4 separate regions of the Mus musculus genome follow, and all the other regions are linked to region 1. A link is a contact called in public HiChIP or PLAC-seq, Micro-C and promoter capture Hi-C data. All regions are on one chromosome and are shown on one strand. The core of a region is the stretch at or near the end of the contact, and the rest is flanking DNA. Distances in the headings are between cores, read along the strand shown. Region 1 holds the start of Cep135 (centrosomal protein 135). Region 2 has its middle 25 kb from the start of Gm34369. Region 3 has its middle 12 kb from the start of Gm34369. Region 4 overlaps Gm52818 (a long non-coding RNA gene).

Region 1 (2,991 bases), core at 28-2,527:
AGCAACTCTTTTACCTTTACATCTGGCTTTCTTCCTCCTTACAATCAGGACCCCACCAGCCTCTAGGCAAACCTCATTCTAAGTGTTTCAGGAACTCCTGTTGGTGCTGATATTAAGTCTACAAAGCTCACTTTCTGTGGTGAGGGCATCTGTTTTCCTCCATGCCTCCACAGCCATGCAATTTGCTTAAAGCGCTAGGACTTGGGTGGGAAGCAGCAGCATTCTGCATTCTCATCTTTCAAGTTTTGTGTGCCAGGATCCCTGACCTTAGGCCTCGGAGGTCAGCAGTGACCCTGACTCTGGGTTATCAATGCCACTTGGAACAAAGGCTAACTGTAGCTTTCAATCCCATGTACCCCGTTGTATTTCTTCACTGAGTTTTGTTCTAACATTTAGTTGGTGTGTGTTTGGGGTAAGGGGGGCCACCAATGTTATCTATCTTCACTAGATGGCTATGCACAGCCAATTTCTGATATTTATGACTTTTTTTAAAAAAGATATTTGTCTTTACATAAACATATGCTTACTTGTATATGTGCAAGATGGTATAAAAATCTCTACAGGATTCATTAGCTCCTTAAAACTTCCAATTAAAAACGGACAAAGCACACAAAATGGAGACTGAGACGTGAAAACAAAGAATGAATCGGCACAGAGCAATTCACATCCCAACATACAGTTCCGTGCTGAGCAGTGGACAAAGTACATAGTCAGAGGAAAGGCCGGCTTGGTAAGGAATATAAGCAGAAACAAACAACAAAAGAAAACAAAACACGCACAAACAAAAACTCAACTCTTAACCATCTAGAAAGTTTTTAGGAGAGTGGTGGACTCTGGGGATTTGACCATGATCTTTGTAACCATGAGCAAGCTATTGTAAGCAATTCATTTCAATTTAACATTTACAAATACTGTGACAGATGCTAGAGAAATACAGTTGAATAAAAGAATATCTGATTCAAGGAGCCCACAATTGGAAGCAGCAGGGAGAAACGTAAACAAGTAGGTTTTGATGGTCGGATTCTATTCTGGGGGTTTACATGGGTACGGGGCAATAACTGTTATCAAGTGGTAGCCAGGAGAAGCTGCAAGGACAGTGACATCCAGGGGGAAGACAGGGCGATCAGCAGAAATTCACCTGTGAAAGGTCATTGGGGGTTAGCTGATGGTTACCGCCAGCGGCCAGTTGGCAAGGTCCTCGGGCACCGCAGAGGTTCGGGCTCCCCGCCAGGGGGCGCCGTAGCCCCGGCATCGGCCGGCCGTTACGTTTCCGGGCACCGAGGGCCGAAAGCCGCCATCTCCGGGCGGCCGGCGCGCGCGCCGCCACTGTGGGCCGCTCCGGTCCGTTACCGGGGCAACGGCGGCGCTCCCTCCTTGTGGGCCGCGACCGTCTCTCTCCGCGCCATTTTCAAACCGCGCTCGTGCCGGAGCCATTGGCCGCAGCAGGACGAGCCAGCGGGGACAGCGGGTCCGGAGGGCGATGTACCTCGGGACGGAGCGGCGGTGAGGCGCACCCGGGGGAGGCCGCGGGGGCTGGGCCGGGTCGCGGGGCCTCCGGGGCGGTCCCCACCCCCACCCCCGAGCGAGGGCGGGAGCCCGGGCGCTGCCGGGAGGAAGTGCGGGAGGGCGGCGCGGGGACCGTCCCACAGTCCGTCGGTCCGTCCGTCCGTCCGTGCGGCCCGGGGCCGACCCGAGGAGAACTGCCGTTCCACCCTCCGGCCTGAGCCGGGGAAGGACTGCTTGGCCGCTCCGGCCCGTGCCCTTTGCGGTGCCCGCACTCTGGTGTTGGTTTTTTTAAACGCTACTGTATCCGCAGGTTGCATATTTCTGAGAAAGTAAGAGGTGCCCGCTTTGAGACAACAACGCCCCAGGGTTTAGTGGACAGCTAGTTGTAACTGCGGAACCTACCCTTTTCGGCTGTTTTGATTTAAAGCTTGTGATCTGGAATATAGGGGAAACCCTAATATGTACATATCACCCCCCAGCCTGGAGGACTTTACTTATTATGGCCCATGGTCTTTTGATTCGTATTCTCATTCTGCCTTCATGAAGGATGGAGAAAGATGGTTTCCTGGTACCCGGAGTTGGCAGCTGTCAAGGAGGGGGCATAGTTCTTGGAGTTTGCCCCGCTAATTTATCTTGTCAGATGTTTTTCTTGTGAGCACAGGAGTTTCTGTAAAACACCTCCGGCATCAATCAAGTCCTTTTGTGGAGGGACCTAGAAAGCCCTAGGGGAAGCCTCTAAAAGAAGATCCTAGATTTGTTAACGGGGATAACCAAGAAGAAACACTAATTTAGAAGTAGCCCTGTGGTTGGGGAAGCTATTTTCTTGGGACAGCCTTCTTGGCTTTATGCTTTAAATAGGAACGGTGACATTGGTACTCGATCCCACAATGGGTGTTTGGAGCATCAGGTTTTGCATGTATTCATTTATGTGCACTTATAATTTTTACTAGTGGTGAAGGACATAATTTTTATTTGATTTAGAAACATGAGTTCTATGACTACAATTTTTTGGCAAAGGTTAGAAATGGTCTCTGCATAACTCAATTTTAGGGCAGATTGGTAGAGATAATAAATAATCATAGGTGTTTGAGAAGACAAGTATAACAGCTGGAGGTATTGCCCAGTAAAGAGTGCTCTCCTACCATGTCATAGGCTCAGTGCTTAACCCTGGATACGGTAAACAAACAAGCATAGAAATAGACAAGCATAAAAATGTATACTGAGCTACTTACATGTGTGTTACTTAAAAAAAAAAAAAAAAGGAAGTAAGATTGGGCCTGGTGGTACACATCTGTAGTCCTAGCACTCAAAGGCACAGGCAGAAGAAAAAGATGGGGCTGTCTGGCCAATAATATGAGTTCTAGACCAGTCAGGATGGTATATTTCAAAATAATGAAAAGAACCAATATGGGAGTGAAATTTACACGGTGAAATGCACCTTCAGTGTGCCTTTAAGCACTTTCCATGAATGTCTGTGCCTGGGTA
Region 2 (2,700 bases), core at 65-2,564, 160 kb after region 1:
TTAGATGGAGGGATTTGGGAAAAACAAGAGGGCCAGGTACCTTTTCTTCTACTGCTGTGGTGCAGGGGATGAGATGGTTTTTACAGAGCCTGCTGTTAGCACTTCAGCAACTGACTGCAAACCAACACATGGAGACAAATAGGATCATTGAGGCTGCAGGCTTTCCTGGTTGATGACTAGATGATTCTCCAGTCTAGTGTCAGGGAGATGCAGTTATTGCCTAAGCTGTGCTTGTGAATAAGCTGTCTTGATGAAACTGGAGCTAAGCCAATCAATCAGCTTATTCTTCTGCAGCTCCTGAAATGACCTTAAGCCATCAGGGGCTAGGTATGTCTGGATGGTGGGAGTGTATTCCTACTGTTTGAGAGTGGGCTAGTATGGGATTTCTTTTCATAGCTAAACCAGGAGAGAATCTCTACAATATTCCAAAGTCCCAGTATGGGAGAGTACAGCTAGGTGAATCGTGAAGTGGAGGGAGAGAGTAGAGAACGAGATGTTACAGGTTTGGGAGTGGCTGGCTGTCTTTGCTCTGTGTCTGAAGCCTAAAGAATTGTTACCATCTGACTGGGAGCCTTGGGTCAGGGAATGGTATTCTCAAAGGAAAGGGCCCAGGAGGTGTTCTCAAAGTTTGCCTTCTCTCCCTGGCAGCAGGTTCTAGATTCTTCATCAAAGCCTCAGCCTTCAGGTCCGAACCCTAGCTGTGACCTCAAGGCTATAGTAAATTAATAGCTGCTTATTCTCCAGGCAAGTGTCAGTGGGGATGCAGTTACCCACTAAGATGTGCTTGTGAACACCGACCTTTGAGAAGCTGGAAATAAAGCAGATGGGTCACTCATCTGCAATTCAAGCATCCACAAAGGTATTTATCTGCTGAACTACTTTACCAAAAACAATGGAGCCGGTTCTGTGGACCATGGTCAGGTTCTGTTTGTACTTTCACTGAGCCACAGAACAAAACCCTTCCTTTGTCCTTCGTCCTCCTCCCCCTCTGCCCTCTGTAATGGAGTAGCATCTTGATGCCACCGACACAGGCACAGAGGACCCTTCCTTCCCTGTCCTTCTGTTCCCTGCACATCATGTGCTTTCTGGTTTGGTTGGAGTGATAGTTGCAGTCCCCACCAGTTTGGGTTCTTTGTGGATATTTTACTCATGCTGTTACCTCTGCGGGATGGGATCACGAGTCACAGGGACAGTGGGGTGTCAAGTGGAAGGTCTCAGCAAAACCCAGAAAAAAACAAACAACCCCTATACTCATCCTATTGTATGAGAAACAATAGGAGCTGGGACTGGGTGTGTTTCTATAGAAGAGCATTTGTCTAGCTTCCATAAGGGCACAGCATGGGTTTTATGCCTCCTGCACTGCAAGGGATGGAAAGATCCAGAGAGGGGAAAGGGAGAGAGGGGAAGAAAAGAAGAAGAGGAAGTGACGTGGATAGCCGGGAGAGGAGAGGAGCGTAGGGTAGAGACTCATCCTGGATATTCTTGTGTGATAGCAAGGACATTGATAATTTGTTTAGGGGGTTGGTAAGTGTTGGGTATGGGCACAAGCTTAGAGAGGTAAAGTGGGGCCAGTCTGTGGATCCCGGGATGCCACACTCACAAACTTACTGTGCGAGTACCCAGACGTAATCACATGTTTCGTAGAAAGAGAGTAACTTATGCAAACAGGATGCGCTGAATTAATTTGCTGAATCATAGGATACTGCAGCCTCGTCAGGCCTGCTGAGATGAGAGCCTGGATCAGGGCGGTGACAGAGATAGCAAGTCAAAGAGACAAATAAAATTAAAAACAATAAATGAACAATAAACCCAAACAACCAGACATGGAGAGTCATGGAGAATCAACCTGTCTAATGGCCGGTATTAGTGCTCGAACAGCTACACTGACTTTATAGCTGGTAAGGAACAGACAGTCCCTTTGAAGATTTATCTGTGGAGGAGAGTGTATGGAGGGCTCAGTGCAGCTAGGAAGACACAGAACCAAGGAAAAGAAAGGAGGAAAGTGTATAGTGACCTCAGATAACAGCATCCTGTATTGTGGATCTATAGGTAGGAGGGTTGTGAGTGTTCGATGCAAATTGAGCAAGAGTTTTACTTGGAACTCAGAAGGTGTAAGTGTTTTTCGAAAGTGGAATGTGAGCAGACTGGTGAGCAGTAATTTGGGGAGTTAAGAGAACAGTGTTGAGATGGTGGGGTAGCAGGCATAGACAGTGGAGCTGGCAGGCATAGATGATGGAGCTGGTAGGGATAGGAATGGAGCTAGCAAAAATAGATGATAGAGCTAGCAGGAATAGATCATGAAGCTAGCATACATAGATAATGGAACTAGCAAGAATAGATCGTGAACCTAGCAGACATAGATCATGAACCTAGCAGACAAGGATAATGGAGCTAGCAGACATAGATGATGGACTTAGCAGACATAGATAATGGAGCTAGCAGAAATAGATGACTTGCCTCTGAAATGTAATGGTGAAAAGAGAATGTGAAATAAAAATAAATAATAGCAAGAGTCTTGCAGATTATCCCAACCGATTAAGATGTGTTTTCTCTACAATGGAAAGATAGGAAAACATAGGACGGTGCAGGTGCTCTGAAACCCCGCTCCGAGCTGCCTCCTTTGATAAGGTGTGTGTGTTGGGGGCGGGGGGTTACCAATGACAATGCTTTTATTTTACTTTTAGCTTTATAGATTTCATA
Region 3 (2,700 bases), core at 6-2,505, 200 kb after region 1:
ATGCAATCACATTGCATTAGAATCCTGTTTTTAAAGAGAAGACACTCATACAATGGCCCAATTAAGTTCCAATCCTGGGACGCATGGCAGAAGGAGAAAACCATCTCTCTAAAGTCATCCTCTGACCTCCACACATTGCTTGTGGCAAATGCATGCCCACGTATGTGCATGCACACATACATGCATATACACACAAATAAAATAAAAAGGTAGGAACCATTGCTAATGATGGGTGATTGTTGATTGGTTGAAGCTAACCACTGGCCCGACAGAGGCATATTGTGAATATTTAATGACTGAAGAATGAAATTATATTAAGCCATCCCACTATATGGGCATTTGAGGGGAATCTAGATTTGGATATGAGCTCCGTGTTTGCTTTTCATCTTTTTGTTTCTGGTGTCCCACTGCATAATGGCTTTTGAGGAGGAGAGAATCATAGATATTAAAAAAAACACAAACACAAACCTGTACTCTCTGCTCATTAGCCTGTTAAATTAGCCTTCATCCTTTAGTGGCCTCAGAAGCCAATGGTACACTGCATTTTATTATGATGATTTTGAGTCAGCAAAATACTAAGACCGTTCTCTACATTCTATGTTAAGAAGAGTTTTAAAGCTTCCCATTGAATGTAGTTCATAGTGTGAGCTATTATGTCAGTGAGACTTTTGTGTCTGTGACAGGAACAATTTACCTGAGAGAAATAATTTTTAAAAACGGAACGATCCATTTTGACTTTCGGTTCCAGAGGTTTCGAGCCAGCATTGGCTGGATCTGTTGCTTCAGAGCTGAGATAAAGTGGAGTGTCGTGCCAGAGAGGCTCTAATGGATTGGGTAGACTCACACAGCATCCAGGAGGATGAGGAGGATGGGAAGGGGCTCAGCTCTCTGGATCCTCCAGAAAACACGCCTCTAAGACCTGCTTCTGCCAACCAGGACCCACCTCCCAATAATTTGATCAACTTTGGAATCCTCAGGGGATTAATCAGTTGATGAAATCAAATCTCTCATAATCTAGTCACTTCCCCAAGGCCCCAATAGCTAGAGCTGTGTATGTGTGTGTAGGTGTATATATACATATATACATCTACACACACACATATATACTCACACATACACACACACACACACACACACACATATGTGCTAAAACACTTGCCTAGCATACACGAGGCCCTGGGTTCAGTCTATAGCACTGAAAAAAGAACCTGCACTCGCTTCCTGTTCGACCAGACGATTACAATGACTTCGCACACAGTTGTATAAACAGCTCATTTTTTTTCTACCCATTGAATTTCTTCTGCAGATGGGCTTAGGAGATAACCATAGTCAGACTTGGTACTTAAAGGCTTGACAAATTCAGAGCCAGGCCACAAGAACGAGGAAGAGAATCTCAGCTTCACAGACAGACCCTCTTGGACAGAATTGCCGATGATGAGGCCGTGGACTGGAGTGACGTGTCTTTGGTAACAAAGGAAACTTCTCGGCCTTTTATGAATCTACTAATAGCTCCTGGCCTTGTATTTCCTTTGTGGCTGGCTTATGGAAGGGACATTTGCGACAGAGAGCTGCCAACTTTAGTAAAGGGCCACAAAACTACCAGCTTTGAGTGATTCATGGACTAAGCAGAGACTCTTGGGCAATTTGTAGTACATAAATATTTATAGTTACCACTTAAACAAATGGGTGTATCCATGTTCTGATAAAACTTTATGTACAAAACCAAAAGCAGTACAGACTCCTTTAAAGATAATTATGTGGTGGTGGCGCACGCCTTTAATCCTAGCATGCTAGAGGCAGAGGCAAGCAGATCTCTGAGGTTGAGGCTAGGCTGGCCTACAGAGTGAGTTCCAGGACAGCCAAAGCTGCACAGATGCATCCTGTCTGGAAGAGAAAAAAAGAAATTCTGAAACGAGTGGTATTTCCCATTGTCAGTCATGGGTATATTGTGTCTCCCACATACACATTGCCTTATCGAAGGTAACTGGTTTCTATTTTCAAGTCATCAATGATCTTCCTGGTTACCTCTTTTTAATCATAGCCTCCCCTCCCCCTTCCCCTTCCCCTCCCCCCTCTCTCCCTCCCCCTTCCCCTTCCCCCTCCCCCTCTTCCCCTTCTCCCTCCCCCTCCTCCTTCCCCCTCCCCCTTTCCCTTCCCCTCCCCCCTCTCTCCCTTCCCCTTCCCCCTCCCCCTCCTCCTTCTCCCTCCCCCTTTCTCCCTCCCCCTCCCTCTCTCCCCCTCCCCCTTTCTTTCTCCCTCTTCCCCCTTCCCCCTCCCCCTCCCCCCTCTCTCCCTCCCCCTCCCCCTCCCCCCTTCCCCCTTCTGTCCCTCAGGAACTGCTTAACTCATCTCCACCTGTAGTTCAGTGAAGGCCCAGCATTGATGCTAATTTTCTTTCTTTAAGCAGGAAATACATAAGGAGAATACCCACCAAGTTCTGAGCTGGCACACCTGCCCTGCACCCCAGCCCTGAGCCTGGTACCCCCACTCGCTGGCCCTCCATCTCATCATAATCCACGCATTTCTGTGACCCCATCCTCAGTGACTACTAAGCTCTGTGTTGAAATCTAAACAAATAGCTGGAACGTGTGTTACTGGTGACCTATTCTGGGTCACATGCCGGCACATGTTTGTGTGTAAGTAGGAGACCCTTTACGAGAAAGAAATTTAATCTTCAAACAGAAACAAGACCTCAACACA
Region 4 (2,884 bases), core at 188-2,687, 240 kb after region 1:
ACATCTCTTTCTGTAGGCGTGTGCTAACTTTGCACAATGAACAGGGAAAGATGTCACAAGCAAAACAAACAAACAAACACCCACAGACAAATGTCCTCATGATTTAGGCACACATATTTTGCTCATTTGAAAGATTAAAGTGGACCAACCTGGGCTACAAAGAAAGGCCCTGTCCAAAAATATTCTAAGGAATCCATACTTATGAAAAGTTACTAGACTTATGAGAAGAGTTGAGTCGGGTTACAGGAAACCAAGTTGGAGCTTTTGTGTCTCCACTGAGTTCAAGGGATGCAAAATCCTCCAGAGAATGAAGGAAACACTTGCCAAGTGGTATTTCTGGGAAGAGCCTTATATTGGGGGACAGGTAAAGAACTTTTACAATTCCATAATAAAAGACCAAAACCTTTTTTAAAAAAATTAGGCAAAGGATTTAGGTAGACATTTCTGAGAGAGAGAGAGCTGTTAAAATAAGCCATACTTGTTCAACAGGGAAATATGTCATAGACATCAGCTACAGCCCAAAAGACATATTTTTTAAAAGTATTGGCAAGAATGTGTAGTGGTTAGAACCTTCGTCCGTTGGTGGTAAAGCATAAATTGATAAAATGATTTAGGGCAGGGACTGGAGAGATGACTCAGTGGTTTAAAAAGCACATACTGCTCTTCCAGAAGACCCAAGTTCAATTCCCAGCACCAACATCAGGCAGCTTACAACCACTTGTAATTCTGGGGAAGCCAATAACCTCTGGCCTCCAAGGACGCTCTGTGCTCACGTATACACAATTAAAAGGAATAGCAATCTTTTTAAAGAAGGATTTACAATAAGGTCGAGACTTTATCTACTACCTTTACTTTACAAACAGTGAAACGGAGCGGCAAAGAGATGCTGTTAGCGATGTGGCTCTAACATCAGGCTGCACTTTTAGGCATGGTGGCTTTCATCTGGAGCAATCCCATCTGTATTCCCTTCACTTAACCCCTCCTTGATCTCCCCCCTGGGGAAGCAAGTCCCCCTCTGCTCCACTCGGACTCATCAGCCTGTTAATTTTGCATAGCTGTGACCAGACTGTTCCAGTCTACATCTGCTGGTTTTCATGCACTTGGTTAACACATCCCAACAGTGGGAGCGTGTGTCTGAAAAAACACTGTCCACTTCATGGCAGACAGGAAACAAAGAGAAAGACAGGACAAGGCCGGGGGGACCCCCCCCTCCAAGGACCCCACACACACTCTCCAGCTAACTGCCACCTAAAAACTTTACAGAGCCTCTTGAAATAGTGTCACCAACCAAAGACCAAACCTCCACCTCCTGAGCCCTTCTTCTCAAAGCATGACTAAGTCTCCCCCAGTATTCTCGAAGCTTCTTCACCTTCCCATAACAGTGAGTCTTAGGACCTACTGTGCTTGCATTTCCAGCCCCTAGCCCTGTGGCTGGTGTGTCCCAGGTATTCGGTAATTATTGGACGAACAAATGCATGTATGCTGCATTTTTTACTTTCCTGATGATTCCCCCTGTAACACATCAGTATTCGCCTAATCCCCCCTCATTTCCCCCCTGTGATAAAGAACATCGCCATCCCTCACTCTCTGGAAAAGGAAAGGTAAATTGAACAGGAACAGAGAAGTTTAAGGAAAAAAACAAAAACAAAAAACTGTTGGATGGAAAATCGAAACCGGCTAGCAGTCGACCTGGACTGTGCAAGTCTAGGGAAAGAGCTATTGACGAGCCAGCAGGAGCAGTTTTGAGGGACGAAGCACAGGAAGAGGTGGGATTTGTCTTGTGAATGCAGAAGTTGACCCTCTTGTGCGGGGTGACCCGAGGCCAGCCAATCCCTGGATCTGCTAAGCCAACAAGCCATCTCTCCCGGGATTATCATAAGGTCAAAATGTGCACATGATATTGCAGAATCTGTTTTAAAGCCCTTAATAAACACAACGCGATATTACCAAAGATAGAGACACCGCTGCCTGCGTTTTACTTCCAGAGCACAAGCCTAGAGGAAATTGGTTCACATGGTAGCGAGGGAGGTTTATGAAGAGATCTTTTTTCCACATGGAACAACCGAGAAGGACGGTAGATAGTAGGGAGTCCAAAGGAGTCCAGAGCTTGGGAGACTTGCTACCTGATCTCTTGTGTCCTGTGATGAAGGGACGATTAGAGAACCCTCTAGCTCCCACCTCTTTTCCCTTGAATATGTGTGACATACCCTGTTCAATTGTAATTGACAGGCAACTCAGTACTCTGTGGTCAACTAAGCACCACATATTTTTAGAGGATCCCGGAGTCCAGGATGTGTGTTGAAGATACCACACCTGATAGAGTCTGGTTCCAGTTCCAGTTCCAGTTTTGGTGGGGGTTTTTTTTCCCCCAACAACTGTACTTTGTTTGATGAGGATATTTAATTGCTCATTAGCATTTCATTTGAATGAGGCTCATGGATCTATTTAGAAAGAAAACTGCTGATCAATTGCAGTTGCCCCGTTGTCATGGAAACAAGCTGAAATTGGACTGTAATTATATTTCCTTATGTCTGAAGTCATCGCTATAGTAATTACCCAATATCTATGGTACCAAATTACATGATGCTTGTCCAAAAAGAAAGAGAGAGAGAGAAAGAGAGAGAGAGAAGACAAAGGATAAGAAGGCAGGGGGTGGGGAGCACGCTGGCCTGAGGCAGCATTCACCGTGCAGCTGTTGAGAGCCTTCAGACGCAGATGGGAGAATTTCCCTCTGTAGGCTGTGACTCCAGGGTGCCATCAGTGGGTCCTGGAAGCTGTCCAGCCCTTGAGTGGTAGCTGGGAAGCTGTTAGGCAGGATGATTTTAGTTCTACAGAGGGCACAGTTACAGTGTCAACAGTCACTACATATATCACCTGATAGTGG

What was found. Promoter capture Hi-C pulls out the DNA fragments that hold promoters and counts their contacts. Hi-C and Micro-C count contacts between places; a contact is called where the count stands out from the background. HiChIP or PLAC-seq counts read pairs in DNA pulled down with a chosen protein or histone mark.
Region 2: a Micro-C map of the G1E-ER4 cell line shows a contact between it and region 1, with 2.8 times the contacts expected there. The contact joins the enhancer-like site here to the promoter of Cep135 in region 1. A contact is called at or near these places in 9 of 39 promoter capture datasets (the 3T3-L1 cell line, the HPC-7 cell line, HPC-7-derived erythroid cells and 5 more), 15 of 484 Hi-C or Micro-C datasets (the C2C12 cell line, the G1E-ER4 cell line, the HL-1 cell line and 6 more), 2 of 115 datasets of contacts at active chromatin or transcription factors (embryonic stem cells and stem cell-derived neural progenitor cells) and 1 of 9 other capture datasets (embryonic stem cells).
Region 3: a promoter capture Hi-C map of the HPC-7 cell line shows a contact between it and region 1. The contact joins the enhancer-like site here to the promoter of Cep135 in region 1. A contact is called at or near these places in 10 of 39 promoter capture datasets (the HPC-7 cell line, HPC-7-derived erythroid cells, cranial neural crest and 7 more), 1 of 484 Hi-C or Micro-C datasets (nephron progenitors), 7 of 115 datasets of contacts at active chromatin or transcription factors (the 230-238 cell line, bone marrow-derived macrophages, craniofacial prominence and 4 more) and 3 of 9 other capture datasets (embryonic stem cells, liver and pancreatic islet).
Region 4: an H3K4me3 HiChIP or PLAC-seq map of embryonic midbrain shows a contact between it and region 1, with 6 times the contacts expected there. The contact joins the enhancer-like site here to the promoter of Cep135 in region 1. A contact is called at or near these places in 10 of 39 promoter capture datasets (the C10 cell line, the HPC-7 cell line, cranial neural crest and 6 more), 6 of 484 Hi-C or Micro-C datasets (MC3T3-E1-derived osteoblasts, the N1E-115 cell line, bladder smooth muscle and 2 more), 15 of 115 datasets of contacts at active chromatin or transcription factors (bone marrow-derived macrophages, craniofacial prominence, embryonic basal ganglia and 8 more) and 4 of 9 other capture datasets (adipose tissue, liver, macrophages and 1 more).

What each region holds. Positions count from the first base shown.
Region 1 is chr5:76,587,422-76,590,412 of GRCm38.p6, forward strand. It overlaps Cep135 (centrosomal protein 135), which reads left to right and starts at 1,278. Exons shown (of 26, transcript NM_199032.3): 1 at 1,278-1,503.
Region 2 is chr5:76,751,292-76,753,991 of GRCm38.p6, forward strand. It overlaps a transcript of Cracd not described here. Among named protein-coding and RNA genes, the nearest start is that of Gm34369, 25 kb to the right of the region's middle. Within about 2 kb of position 1,315, at least 10 of the 459 cell types and tissues checked have an H3K27ac peak or open chromatin away from gene starts, as enhancers often do. A contact at or near this core is called in the G1E-ER4 cell line, where this site is marked.
Region 3 is chr5:76,788,421-76,791,120 of GRCm38.p6, forward strand. It overlaps a transcript of Cracd not described here. Among named protein-coding and RNA genes, the nearest start is that of Gm34369, 12 kb to the left of the region's middle. Within about 2 kb of position 1,256, at least 1 of the 459 cell types and tissues checked has an H3K27ac peak or open chromatin away from gene starts, as enhancers often do. A contact at or near this core is called in the HPC-7 cell line, where this site is marked.
Region 4 is chr5:76,826,419-76,829,302 of GRCm38.p6, forward strand. Gm52818 (a long non-coding RNA gene) reads right to left here. Exons shown (of 3, transcript XR_003955936.1): 2 at 1-2,884. It also overlaps a transcript of Cracd not described here. Among named protein-coding and RNA genes, the nearest start is that of Gm52818, 2.9 kb to the right of the region's middle. Within about 2 kb of position 1,438, at least 1 of the 459 cell types and tissues checked has an H3K27ac peak or open chromatin away from gene starts, as enhancers often do.